2 separate regions of the Oryctolagus cuniculus genome follow, and region 1 is linked to region 2. A link is a contact called in public Hi-C data. All regions are on one chromosome and are shown on one strand. The core of a region is the stretch at or near the end of the contact, and the rest is flanking DNA. Distances in the headings are between cores, read along the strand shown.

Region 1 (6,940 bases), core at 182-2,681, 410 kb after region 2:
TGGTGAATTGACCACTCTGTGATAAGGTGTGTTAATCAATCAAAAGGATATTTTCATGGTTTAACAGAAAAGATTCCAGCATTTTTCCTATCTGGATGGTGCTTGAGATAAATATGGTGAAAAAATATAAGACATTTTTCTGCCCTAGAAGCAACTCAGAAATCTTTAGGTGTAATGACGGGCTAACAGCCACAAACACAAGGTGACATCTTTAAAGATAAGGACAGTGAGGTATTGATTAGACAAATCTATTTGGCCAGACAGCTGTGATGTATAGATAGGAGAAGGAGGTGAGAGAGAAACCCATGAATGCACATTTTTGAAAATACCTTGCACAGTTCATAAATAATAGTAATTATAATAAAGGCTCTGCCAGTGGTTTAAGCATCCACGTAATATGAATTGATTGTTAACATTTCACTTAAAGATAGATTAATTGATGCTGAATCATACGGTAATTCTTATGAAAGTACCGTACGTATGACATCGAAATTAATACCAAATGAATTCATTACAAGTGAGATAATTACAATGAATACCCAATAAATTAGTGACGACAGGGCTTTTAGAATTCCAGGCATTAACGCACAGGATTGAGAGTAGAAGATGCCCGGGCCATGGCCGAGGTGTCAGGTCACCTCTATCTCCATTCTACAGGTCCCTCGGCCTTTCAATGTGAGTTTCCCTCATGGCAGGGTCCCAGAATGACTGTCTTGACTCTGCTGAGCCAGATAATGCTGCTAGTAGCTGTTGAGGTCATGTGGCTCTCTTGTTCACCAAGTCTCCTTTAGCAAACTCTTGCCAAAGAAACGCTGATAAGCTGCAGGGGGCCCACCCCTAGGTTCTGGTTGACAAAGAATTTGCAGAGAACCCAGAACAGAGTTTCTGTTTGAAACCACGACCTTTGGTTGATTTTCTTCTCCTTCCCGTCCACTGCCCGAGTTGATTGTGTTTTGGAGTCAGCCTGCTCTGGCCTCCAGGGGGATCTTGCAGCGTTCTCTCATTTTACATAGGCTTGCGCTGCAAGGCAGAGAAGTTGAGGAACTTCCCCAAGGTCACCCATCTGTAAATTCTCAGGCCAAGCTTCTTGTGCCTATGCAGTTGGCGTAGGAGACAGCCATAAACTGGATGGCTCATGTTTATCAAGCATGCAACGCAAGCTCCATGTGCTTTGTGTGTGCCTTGGTGCAACCCTCTGAGGGAGATGCTATCTCTGTTTCACAAACAGTTGCCACCAGTTGAGTAAGGAGCTGAAGGTTACGCAGCTAAGAGGAGAGCCGAGGGCTCTCATCTGGGTCTTTTTGCCACTGACATTCAGCTCTCAACCTCCAAGCTCTCAGGCCACCATGAGTTTCCACCTGGTGCCAACGAGGCATGGTACCCTGTGAGCAGCTGGGTGGCTGTAGGGCCCTGGCAGCCACAGCAGGAAACTGGGTCAAACGTGGGGAAGAACAGAGGGAGGCGGGCAAGAGAGCAGCTTCTAGAAGAATCAAGGGAGCCTTTATCCTTCCCTTTCCTTTGCCTGCTGGATGATGGGAGAACCATGAAACAAAAGGGACTGCCCTGCAGTTGAACTTAATTCTTGTGTGTGAAATAAAGTTTGATTTTGTTAAATCACAAAAATATTAGTTAAGGGAACGAACACATTGAACCAATATAGGATGCACACCACGGGTGCAGGTCTAGGGTGATTTTAATTCCCACTTGGCCCAGTCAGTGTGATTCTAGGACTGCTGTAAATTGCATTAGGAGCTGTGAGAGTTTCCTGGGAGGGATGGCCCTCCTACACCTGTCCTAGATTTGGAGAAGTACAGAAGATGACTCACGTCTAAGGTGTCCCTGCAGAAATCCCAGACTTCTCTGCACTCCTCCATGAAGCTGCCACTGTGCCTCCATTGGCTGACAATGCTCCTTCAGTAATGATAGACCGTGTATGTGCACGTGCCCATGTACCTGGGCCAGGCAGCTCTCTGCTGACCACAGAGGCTCACACACCTGTCTCCACCTAGGCCTTAACAGGATCATATGTGTAATGCATTTCATTCAAAAATCATTTTAGAATAAATATTACTCTCTGTGGAACTTAATGATTTATTTATTTGAAAGGCAAAGCATCAGAGAGAGAGAGATTGAGAAAGATAGAGAGAAATCTTTCACCTGCTGGTTCATTCCTCAAATGGTCACAACAGCTAGGTCTGGACTAGGCTGAAGCTAGGAGTCAGAGAAGGCAGGGGCCCAAAAACCTGGACCATCTTGCAGGCCCTCCGATATGGGATGTTGGGGTGCTGGCATTACAAGTAGTGGCTTAATCCACTGCATCACAACACCAGCCCCTCTGTTCCATGAAACTTAGATCACCCTTAGGGATAAGGGACTGAAAAGGCAGGGTGAGTGAATTATGAGTTAGTGGAGTTTTTACACAAAAATGTTTCATGAAAAAGTCTAGAGGTCTAGAGTTCACTGAGTTGTCATGGGTTGGCAAAAATATCTTTTTTATAAAAGATTGATTTATTTATTTGAAAGTCAGATTTAGAGAAAGAGAGGTATCTTCTATATTTGGTTCACTTTCCAAATGGCCACAGTGGCCAGGCTTGGGTTGGGTTGAAGCCAGGAGCCAGGAGCTTCATCTGGGTCTCCCAAGTGGGTACAGGGGCCCAAGCACTTGGGTTGTTTTCTGCTACTTTTCCAGGCTTCTTAGCGGGGAGCTGGATCAGAAGTGGAGCAGCCAGGACTCGAACTGGCACCCCTATCGGATGCCGGTGTTTTGGGTAACGGGTTGACCTGCTATGTCACAATGCTGCTATGTCACAATCGAGATTAACTTTTCCATCAGTGGAAATGGGGAACTAGAGAGGTGATTATATTTGGTGCAGGAGAATAATGGTGACTACATCTTTGCACGCTTGACATTTGTATTCCTACAAACGTAGTGATTTGTTCTTATTGTACAAAGTCTGACCTCCTCCAGGCTTATAGAATATGGTGGCCAATCCACCATAGGGTGCGATTCTACCCCATGAAGAGAAGTAGGCTGCCAAAAGAATGCTTGTTCATTTAGTCAACAGATATTTATTGAACACGTACTGTACACCCAATACCAAGTTCTTCAAGGTTCTGAGAAGGTTCCTGTCTAAAACGATGGCTCTTTTACCACCTGGAAGTCATCATATTCCTCAGCCACACTGTCCAAACACTTTGTTAAAGTCAGTGAAGGAGAACCACAGAACAGTACACCTGTGTCTGGGTTTGTAACTTTGGATGAGGAATGAACTCTCCCTCTCTTTTTAAAAAATATTTATTTATTTATTTGAGAAGCAGAGTTACAGAAAGAGAGAGGGGAGAGATAGAGAAAGAGATCTTTCTTCTACTGATTCACTCTCCAAATGGACCATAATGGCAGAAGCTAGGCCAATTTGAAGCCAGGAGCCAGGAGCTACTTCCAGGTCTCTGACAGGGCTGCAGGGGCCCAAGCACTTGAGCCATCTTCCACTGTTTTCCCAGGTGCAGTAGCAGGGAGCTGGATAGAAAGTGGAGCAACTGGGACTAGAACCGGTGCCCATATGGGATGCTGGCACTGCTGAAGGCAGCTTTATCTGCTGTGCCACACCACCAGGCCCAGGTATGAACTCTGTTAAGGCTCCAGTTTCTTCATAGAATGAAGATAATAGTAACACAGAAGTCATTGTGTGGTTCTTGTGAGGATTCAATGAGATTGCTTATTTAAGCCCCAAGTCTGCAAAGTTCTGAGCAACCTGGCAAATTGAAGTTATTATAGTTGACAGAGGATAATTCTTTTTTTTTTTTTTTAAAAAAAGATTTATTTATTTATTTGAAAGGCAAAGTTACACAGAGAGAGAAGGAGAGGCAGAGAGAGAAAGGTCTTCCATTTGCTGGTTCACTTCTCAAATGGCTGCAATGGCTGGAGCTGCACTGATCTGAAGCCAGGAGCCAGGAGCTTCCTTCCGGTCTCCCATGCAGGTGCAGGAGCCCAAGGACTTGGACCAACTTCTACTGCTTTCCTAGGCCATAGCAGAGAGCCGGATCGGAAGTGGAGTAGCTGGGACTTGAACCAGTGCCCATATGGGATGCTGGTACTGCAGGCGGTGGCTTTACCTGTTAATACCACAGCACCGGCCCCAGACAGAAGAGAATTTTGATGACACAGGGAGGAAGGAGAGATTCTGTCAGAAGAGCACTGGGTAAAATGCCAGGGCTGGTACCTAGGCAGCTGGTTCTCAGGCTGAAGATGAAGGCCTGATGAGGGTGGACTAGGGATGAGGCAGTCACTGGAAGGCAGGAGACATACTCTGGCTTTGCCTTCCTTGGCATACCTCCTTTCTTGGCATACCTGGTCTGGCCTCAGTCATCCGGAAGCCCCTAGTGTAGCACGGCATCTGCAGCCCTCTTTGTACAACCTTACCTGTGCCCTCTCCCAAGGAAGAGGACCCTGCCCCACCCGACCCCTGCCGCAAAATCCTTTTTGGTCTGTCTCTGCACCAAGACTTGTCCAGAGCAAAATACTAAAAGGGTGACTTCTGTGGCACTGTTAAAGTGAAAAGAATCAGAATATTTCACAACACCCCAATTTTTCTCTGCGCCTTTGACAAAAACTGTCGTTTTACCCCTTCTGGCTTCACATTGTGATTCTGTCATTATACAGAAGTGCACAGCAAAGGAAATACACCAAGCAAATTGCAGAGTTCCTGGCCATTGAGGAACTTGAAACCTAGCAGCACGGGTGGCATAAATAATTCAGTCCAGAATGGGGACAGGGTGATTAGTGGCTTTTACCAATGTAATTCTCCATAGAACAGGTGGGGTTTCATGAGGAGCAAAATGCAGTTGAAGCAAGAAAACAGGAGCTGGTATATATCTTAAGTGAAAGTAGAAACCAGAGGAAAAGTTGTAAAAAAAAAAAGATTGTATGATAGAGGAGATAGAAGACTGAGAGTTTCCTGGGTTTAGGTTGAAAGACTGAAGGGGGGGGGGGAGATAAAATATAGGGACAATACAGTGGTGGAAATTTGGTTTTTAGACAAGGAAACATGATATCCATGTAGGGTCAGAGACATTGTGTGTTAAAGGACTGAGTACGGGGAGCAAGTTGCATCACTCAGCCAGAAATAGCTGGCCTGGAAAGCTGAGACCAGGACTGGGAAGTATATGGTGTATCAAGGGTGACAAAACTCTGCTCTGGTTAAGTCAGGGCTGGGTCCACTTGGGAGGCAACACAGAGACCTGCGGGATAGTCAGGGCATCAAGGGTGAAGGAAGCAGGTGAAGATCGGGGTGGGGGGGACTCAGCTGTGTGCTCACACATTCCTGCTCTGTGGTCTTCCTCCTTTGGTCATCAAATGCTCCATTTTCTCAGACCAAGTACCAGCAAGAGGGTGGAGGCTAGATTCTGTGACAAGCTCTGCTCCACTAGGGTCTTGCTGCTCTGCCTTTGATAACTTATGTGTGTGAGTCTTTTTCTGAAGCCACTCTGATCACCCTATGTGGGTAACCCATGGGATGAAGCCTCTTATGGTGTTGACCAATGGGCTGATGCCTGTTGTCTTTGTCAGTTATCCCTTGGGGAATCTGGGGATACAGTGCATGTTTCTGTACTGTAAAGAAAAGTTGGACTTTGAAGAGAGGAAGCCAGAGGATGACTCTTCTCTGTGTGAAGTATTTCTTCCATTTTTGCATCTAGCATGTGAAATCCTGCAAGGGGAGACCACAGAGGCAGGGCAGAGAATAGGTGAATCGTTATTTTTTCAAAGTCATCCATATTATGGGGTGCAGAGTTGTTGTCTAATGCATGTATTCAATCCGGGATGAGAGTTTATTTATTTCTCCTTCCAGTGCCTTTTTGCTTTGAGGCATCTTTTATTAAATAAAATCATAGTGCAACTGATCAACACAATAGGCTGTAGTGAGGAGATAAGCCATCTCCTCAAAATATTATCTATTGAATCTCATGAGCTTCAAAGTACAGCCACTTCTTAGTTCTCACAAGTTGGAGGACCTGAGCTCTGGTCCAAATGGTTCTGATTCTGGTGTATTCTTCTCATGCAAAAGAGCGTACAGTCATATACCCTTTGCTTGTATTACCTCTACATTTTGCCATTGCCTAGAACAAGTCCCAGGCTTGGGCCCAGCATGGACAGGTGGGAAGTAAGGGTCCACAGGGGAGGTTAATACAAAGTCACATGGCAGATGGTGGGGAGGGTGACCCAGAGATGTCATCCAGCACCACACAGGGGTTCTCCTGCTGAATGCCACGGTACCCAACTGGAGGAAGTCCTGTCCTTTCTTCTCTGCATATGGACAGACCTGGACCAAGTAAGACAGAGCCTTCAGGGGCATAGCTCAGAGAGGGGAGAAACAGAAGTGGGATCCAGGAGAGAACAAAGACCCAAGGGGGTTTCCCACAAGAGATGCCTTCATCCCTGACCTATCACAGGCAAGGATGGAAGCCTTCTGCCAGTGATAAGTGCAAGTGGGTCTTTCCTCATTACCTCTGTATCCAGGGACTTATGACACTGTTGAGGAGCTGTTCCCAACCTGGTCATGATATTGGCCAGATTCGGTTGACCCCTACCTCCCTCAACACCTGTGGTGTCACTTCTGCTTGCATAGGGTCTTTGCCACTGGCTACTACTCAACAAGCACAATACAAATGACATTTATATCCATAAACAAGATAGTCCGAAGTTTCAACTCTGTGACCAGTTGTTGGATCTTGCAAATAAACCCTGTCTTAGCACCTTGGACTGAGTCACTGAGGTTGAGAAGTAGTCCTCTGTCTGTTCATCTTATCAGTGACAGCTCTGTGAGGTCTGCCCAGTCAACCACAAGTTCAAGGAGAGAGTCCAGAGCTAGGATCATATCGAATTTTACCCTGGGACTACAGCTTCAGGCTTTAGAAGTCAACAATTCCTTACCCAGAGCCTGAG
Region 2 (7,163 bases), core at 660-3,159:
CTGACTTCAAGGGAATGCTAGAATCATTATGATGATTATTTCTGCTTTTTTGAAAATTCCTGTATGATAACTAGTGAGGGTGGAGTTCAGAAGTGGCATTTGAGGGAGCTGCAACAATGTTTTAGATTTTCCTTGCAGCTCTTCTGTTTTCTACACTTAAGGGAAAAAAAGACATATCACATTAGTATAAATTTTAAGGACAGTCTGTAAATTTATTTAACACCAAATCTGATTTAGTGGAAATCCCTCTAGTAAGAAATGAGGTCATGTGTCTTGCAATGAATCATGTCATTAAATTTATCTCTTTCTGGAAGCGTTCCTTCCTTCATTTGTTTGTCATTTCCAAGTCTTTAATTCTTGATTACTCAATTTAATTTTTGAAGAAGGCACAGAAGTGAAGCTAAAAACATCTCTATCAGCATATGTCTTAACAATAATTTTTTCCTATCCAGCTTTTTGAAAAAACAAATAGCAAGTTTCTTTTCTTTAGAATTCTGTGAACATTTTCCATTTCTGCTGCTGTTACCTAAAGTCTCCTATACCTCGCCATCTTTCTACCCCTTTGATAATGGGAACCAAATAGGACGATGGCTCTTCTTTATTATCATGTTCCATTACCTAGAAAACTTCCATAGGATGAACCATAAGCCTCCTCTTCACACAAACAACTGATGGATCTCCACACATTTCTCCACTAATTTTCCTTCGATCACACTCTGGAAGACTGAAGCCCCACGTAAGTAACTGTCCCACATGAGGAAACCTATGATATCAAGCTCTCATGGGTTCCAAAGCCTGGAGATGTAATCCAATACACAGGCTTTATCAAGATAGCCTAGAGTCAATTATTTTAAAAACGGGCGCAAACTTTGAAAGCTATGCAGAGTAGCGCCCTCCCTTCATATATATGGAAACTAACATCTGGAAAGGCTGTACTGTCTAGGACAAGGAAATACGTAATTTTGCTTAAATTTACACAAGGGTCACGATTAAAGGAAGCCTGAAGACCGAGGCAAGCTGTTTGTGACAGTTGCCCCTTTTCACTTATTTGAGCAACGAACCCTTCATGTCAAACAATGGTTTTATTTCCTTGCAGAGGACGATTTTGCATTTTGAAACATCACCTTCAACGCCACACTCGGAACCGGTGGTATCAGAAAAGTTAGCATTTTCCCACCGCGGCGTTCCCAACACCGCAAGGAGCCCTGGGTCGGTGGGCTCGGCGCCGTGAGGGACCCTCGCTCCGCACCCATTTTGATCGGAGGAGGGCGGCGGGGGAAGGACAGAGACGGCCGCCACCAGACAATGTCCTGCATTCACGGCGGCCTCGGCCAATCACAGGCCGGCGCCTTCCGGCCCCGCCGGCGCCACCGGCTAGGGCTCCGGCCGGAGACGAGCTTGCTCTCGGCGAGGCCGTCCGCAGCCATTCCGGGGCAGGGCGCGCCGTCCTCCAACTGCGCGGGGCCCGGAGGAAGGGCTAGGGGCGACGGGCGTTGCGGCGTCCCCTAGGGGTAGGGGTCGTGCACAGAGGGCAGGACGCGTAGCCCTCTCCGCTTCGAACACGGCGCTGTCCCTTTAAGACGATCCTCCTCCCGGGGCCCAGACGCGCGTCGGCGGCCCCGCCGCGGGGGGCAGCGACATCCGGGCTACCGAGTTGGCAACAGCGACGGCCCCTCGGGCAGTTCCCAGTCCCGCCGGGGGACGCCCGCCTCGCTGCGGCTGAGGAACGCCGCCGGGCAAGACGGGGGTACCTTCGGGGAACACAACCGCCTAGCCTGGGGCTTCCCCGCCGCCGCCACAGCCTCAGAGAGTCCCGGGCAGGGCCCCCGGGGCCGGCACGCGGGTCACGGACGCTCCGCCCGCGGGGCCGCGCAGCGCGCGCCCGCCTGGGCCCCGCCCCACCTCCTGCGCGTGCTCGGGGGGCGGGGCGACGCAGAGGCAGCCAATCAGAGTTCGGAGGCCAGGCCCGCCCTCGAAGTCCGAGCTGCCGGGAGAACTTCGTGGGGGGCGCAGCGGCCGGAGGCGGGTGGGGAAGCGCCGCCGGGCCGGCGGAGCTGGGGAGCCGGGCGCGGAGCCGGGGGGCGCTGACTCGGAGGACCTGCGGAAGTGCAAGGGGCGGGAGCGGCGGGGAGGGGTGTGGGCCGCGCGTGAGAACCGGCGCGGGCGGGCGGGCGAAGGGGGAGGTGCCCGGAGCAGGTGGTGCGGCCGGAGGAGGGCAGGGAGCGGGCCGAGGGAGGGCCCAGGGGGAGCGGGCACGTCCCGGGGATAGGAACACCGGCGTGGATGTGCTGAGTTAATACCCGTGCAGCCAGGAGCTGTCAGCGTTTATTTATGCAGGACAGAGAACTTCAGAGACGTGGTGCGCTCACTGGGGAGAGAGACGTTCCAAGACGTTTTCCTCTGCTCTATTTTTTTAAATAATATATTTAATGGCTGATGCTGGTTATTAAAAATTAAACGTTGTTCACATTTTATCAGGAGGGGTTGGGAGAAGGAAGAACAAAAAGCATTTGAAAAGTACGATCCGTCCGTGTGAGCCAAAGTTTTGGGAACGCATCTGAGTTTGAACAGTCGGGTGCATGGAGTTAATAGGGGAGCGCTGCGGGTGTTCTGACTGGGGCGTTACTCTGCACGCTCTGCTGCCTGACGACCACGAACGAGCCCCTAGCCCAAATTCTCCTTTTCCCTGTCTCAGAGCTCCGCGCGTGTGTGCAGCGCCGAGGAGCAGAGCACCCCCCCACCCCAGGCCGGGCCGCGGGCGGGCTTCCCCGCCAGCTGTCTGCACCGTGTGCGCGCCCCGCGGGCTCCTCCACCCCCGGGGCGTCCTCCCGCCCCCACACCACCGCTGTCCAGAAGCCCAGGCACGTCTAACTCGGGTGCCCCAGAAGTCTCCGAATTCTACGCGTTCTATACGCCACGGCTGCTCACCTTCCCGCCGACCCTGCGGCGTTGCCCGTCTCGGCGACAGCGGCCCCACGGCCTGGTCTTCAGCACCCGCCGACCCTCACCCCGGTCCCGGCCGCTCTGGGAACCGTCTTACACCCAGACCTCTAGGCGTCTGGTTGCCGCCCCCACCACGCTGCGGCTGACCCCGTGCGCCACCAGCGTGTCCCACCTGGACGACCGCGCTTAGCCGGTCACGCACCGTCGGCTCTGCCCTCCCCCTCCTCGACAGTGCAGCCTGCAGGTGCTTTGTGTACGTGCGATCGTGTTGCTGTCTTTTCAGATCTTTGAAGGGCTCCCTGTGGCCCTCAGCCCTGTCTCCTTACCTTCGCTCTCTAAGGCCCTGCGTATCCTGTTTCCGCTTTCGTCCGGGGCTGGACCGTTCACCTCGGGCCACTCCTCCCGATTCCAGGCCTCGATTCCAGGCCACCTGAGTTGCTTTCGGTTCTCCCGACGTGCCAAGTCCCTTGCAGCCGCCGCAGCCCTTGCCTGTCTGCTCCGTGCCTTGGGAAGCGGCTTCCTCCCCTCCCCCAGAGCAAGGGTGAGGGGCGCCCACCACACGCCTGCCTCTCCCGTGCACCCCCAGCCCCGCGACCCCTGCCATCCTGCCTGGCGGTGGCAGCGGCTGCATCGTACTCTGGTTGTCCCAGTGCCTACGATGGCCCTGACAGGAGCTGGTCGGAGCCCAGGAACCCTTTTAGAATACACAGTGATAAGCGCCAAGAACTGAAAATAAGCAGTGCTTTAGGCATCAGGTGGTATATTCGTTTTATGTTGCTGATGTTCTCAGCTTTCGTAGTTTCAAGTTTCTCTGTAAGAATAACTTTTTTGAAAGATGACACAGTTTTTGTCACAATCCGCTACAAACCTCTTTTTAAATAAATAGCATACGTGGGTTGTGAAATGAAATTCTAGAACAGTGATTCGCTGTGTAGTGCAAATGGGCAGAAGTGTTCAAGATCAGACACCGAAACTTTAAAACTGAGCTGAAGTTAATGCCCCAATAATGATTGAGGAAAGGAGTGGAAAGAAAGGGTATAAAGATATGAATTCTAGTTCTTTGTGATTATTAATTTTAAGGACAGCAATTATCAATAGATTAAGAAATTACTCTGATTCTAGCTTTTTTTAGGAAAAAATTCCAGTATTTTTAACATTTTTTCATTTGTTTGTATGAGATGTCATTGTAACAAATTTAAATTCTCGTTTTTCTGTGCTCACTCCCAGCCAGCAGTGCTAACATATGTACCTTTAGATCTGTAGTATTTCTAAACAGCTCTGCTACACACTTTCCAATAAAGTTAAACAAGAATTCTTTGTTGAGCGATGTAATATTTAGAGGGGAGGATAGGGGAATAAATCTTAACTACTGCAAATTGTTTCCCTGCAGCCTTGCTCTGAAGGAGATCCTTGTTGGTTTTCTCATTACTGTACAACCAGCCTCTGCTGGCTTGGTTACACTTTGCTGGGAGGGAGTAGGATTTAGTGGGGGGGAAAATAGAAGAAGAAGGGGTGAGAGTTTCTTTAATAAAATAAGCAAAAAATAAATAAGCTATGAAAGTAAAGTAATAATGTACTGATAGAAAAAGATAAAAAGAAATTGTTCATATGCTTTTTGCTATAATTAATATGAGTTAATAGTATCCCATTTATTTAATGAAAACAATACTTAAAGCAGAGGAAATATGCATTATAATTATTCCTGTTTCTACAGAAAAATATTCTCCAAATATGTATCTAATCTGTTTACAGCACATGCCAAATGACTGTTATAAACAAATGATAGAAAAATAAGTGCACAGAAGTGATTTCTCTTTTGTATGTAGACTTGAATGGTTTTAAGTTTAGAAAACATTTTAGAGACTCTGATTTAATAACCATGCTACAAATATACTTGCTTACTTGGAAAATATTTTTTAAATTGTTAGTTCCAAATTAACAGTGGCAAAAAGACTTATTTAAAATGTTTAAGATCAAACTTTTTTTAATAGCTAATTCTAAGATTACATATATAGTGGAAATACCTTTCAGCTTTATTGAAGCCTGCCAAACCTGTTTAAGTGACCACTTGAAAGAAACACATGTTTAAGATGAGATCTAAGATTGCCATTTGTTACATTTGTTGATTTTAGCAGAGATTTAGAGTTAATTGGGCATTGAAAATAAACCAGCAACCTGGTGCAGATATGTAGACAGAGATGGCTAGAGCAAGGGAGAGTGGTCAGGGTAGGACATGAGCTGAAGTCTCAGGTCCAAGTCAGCCAGGTTTATTCCTATGCCAAGTTACGTCCTGTACTTAACTTCCACATTTATGAATAGGGCGATCACTTACAACCACCAACAGTGCTGATGTGAGCACCAAATGAGAATCAAATATAACATAAACTTAAAAGCTTTGGGTGAGTGGCAGTTTCTAATAATATTCTACTTTAGATTTGGAGATAATTGAGTTTTCATGGAAATTACATAAATAACATACACATACATTTATCGTGATAGTACAAGTGAGAGAGAAATCTAAGAAGGAAATAAATTACCTTTTCACCAAATTTGATTCTCTTAAGGGGAATTCATATACACTTGCATTTGCTTATAGGTAATAGTTGATATTAGAGTGGGGCATCCTATATTAAAAAATCATTATGAAAGTACATTTAAAGGGGATTCCAATGCTATCTAGGTTTTTATTATGCTCAAAGCATTATACATAAGTAACGTGATATTTATATGTGGGAAGGAAACTAATAAAAATAAACAAAAAGTAAATAGTTAATGAAGTGTATCTTGTTCAATGCTCACTGTCAAAGGTTAAGAATGCAAAATATTCCCCATGGACATGTCTTCATCCAAGTTTGAAATCTTTGGCCAGAGGTTAGCCGTCCTAACAGATTTCACTGAATACTGTATGCAGAGGTTCTAGTGCACCCTGTATGATTGGAAACCTAAGTGGAAGATGCAGTTTTTCTCAAGGGAGCTGACATTGAATTCCAATAAGAAAGCAAAACGTTAGTCCTGAAACGTTTGTGAGTGGGTCTCTGCTCCTTGCAGGGAATGAGAGCTGTGTGGAGAGTTCCCCCAGTTGCTTCTCCTTGCAGCCTTCCAGGAAGCCTGAGCAGCAAGCAGAGGAGAGGGACTCTCATCTGAGCACCTCACCCTCACGCTCTGCCCTTTCAGCGTTAGTCTCATTTGTTGCTTGGCTCGATTTGTAGGAGAAGGGAACGTGAACAGCAGAGGGAGGGATACAGGAGGGCTCAAGGAGTGAGTGAGGTAGCCCAGAGACGCTTTGACCATCTTGCCTGGGGATAGTCTCTGGCTCTGCCTTGTGTCTCTCTGACATGGTGCCATGGGGGTCCAGCCTGGGCTCTCAGGCTTCTGGGATCTGTTTCTTTGCCTGTCAGCTGAATTCAGGCTACTTGATGGCAAACGTGGCTACTAGAAGGAGAAGCAGTCCAAAGATCCAAAGATGAGTCCTTCGCAATGTTGAGCCATTCATGCCTTGCATAGACTTCAGTTTCCATGACATTGTATGAGGAGGGGAACAGATGATCTCCCTCTTCGGCTCTGGGTTTCTCTCTTTTCCCTCTAATCACTCCCATCCACTCATTTCATGATAGTTAAATGTCTCCACAGGGGGTCTAAAACCTAGCAATTCATTTGAACATGAGAATGGTTCACATGTCCATTGATGGAGGAGGGGATAAACAAAATGTGGTATTTACATACAGTGGAATATTATTCAGCCTTTAAAAAGGAAGGATATTCCAATACATGCTACAACATGAATGAACCTTGAGGACATTCTGTTAAGTGCAACAAATCAGACACAAAAGGACAAATATTGCGTGATTCCACTTATAGGAGGTACTTAGTATGGGTGAAATCCATAGAGACAGGAATAGAACAAAGGTTATTAGGAGGAAGAAATGGGGAGTCATTGTTCAATGAGTACAGGTTTTCAGTTTGGAATGAAGAAGTTCTGGAGAAGGTGGCAATAGTTGAACAACAATATGAATGTACTTAATGCCACTAAATGATACGCTTAAAAATGGTGGAAGTGGTAAGTGTGGGATTGTGTACCAAACAAACTCACCCACAAGGCCACACTGGGAACCCTGGCTGAAAACCTGCTCTATGCAGTCTGTCTGATGTTCTGCACCTGACTTGTCTGCGTAGCTGTTTGAATTTTGACCCAGCCTTAGTCTCTTGCTGGAAGACAGGAC

The links. A called contact is a pair of places that touch in the nucleus more often than the background predicts.
Region 1: a Hi-C map of psoas muscle shows a contact between it and region 2, with 3 times the contacts expected there. The contact joins two enhancer-like sites. A contact is called at or near these places in 4 of 6 Hi-C or Micro-C datasets (ear pinna, psoas muscle, skin fibroblasts and 1 more).

The regions. Positions count from the first base shown.
Region 1 is chr6:86,428,575-86,435,514 of mOryCun1.1, forward strand. No RefSeq gene overlaps it. Among named protein-coding and RNA genes, the nearest start is that of CLVS1, 290 kb to the right of the region's middle. Within about 2 kb of position 1,432, at least 1 of the 8 cell types and tissues checked has an H3K27ac peak or open chromatin away from gene starts, as enhancers often do. A contact at or near this core is called in ear pinna, where this site is marked.
Region 2 is chr6:86,018,377-86,025,539 of mOryCun1.1, forward strand. No RefSeq gene overlaps it. Among named protein-coding and RNA genes, the nearest start is that of CHD7, 98 kb to the right of the region's middle. Within about 2 kb of position 1,910, at least 8 of the 8 cell types and tissues checked have an H3K27ac peak or open chromatin away from gene starts, as enhancers often do. A contact at or near this core is called in ear pinna, where this site is marked.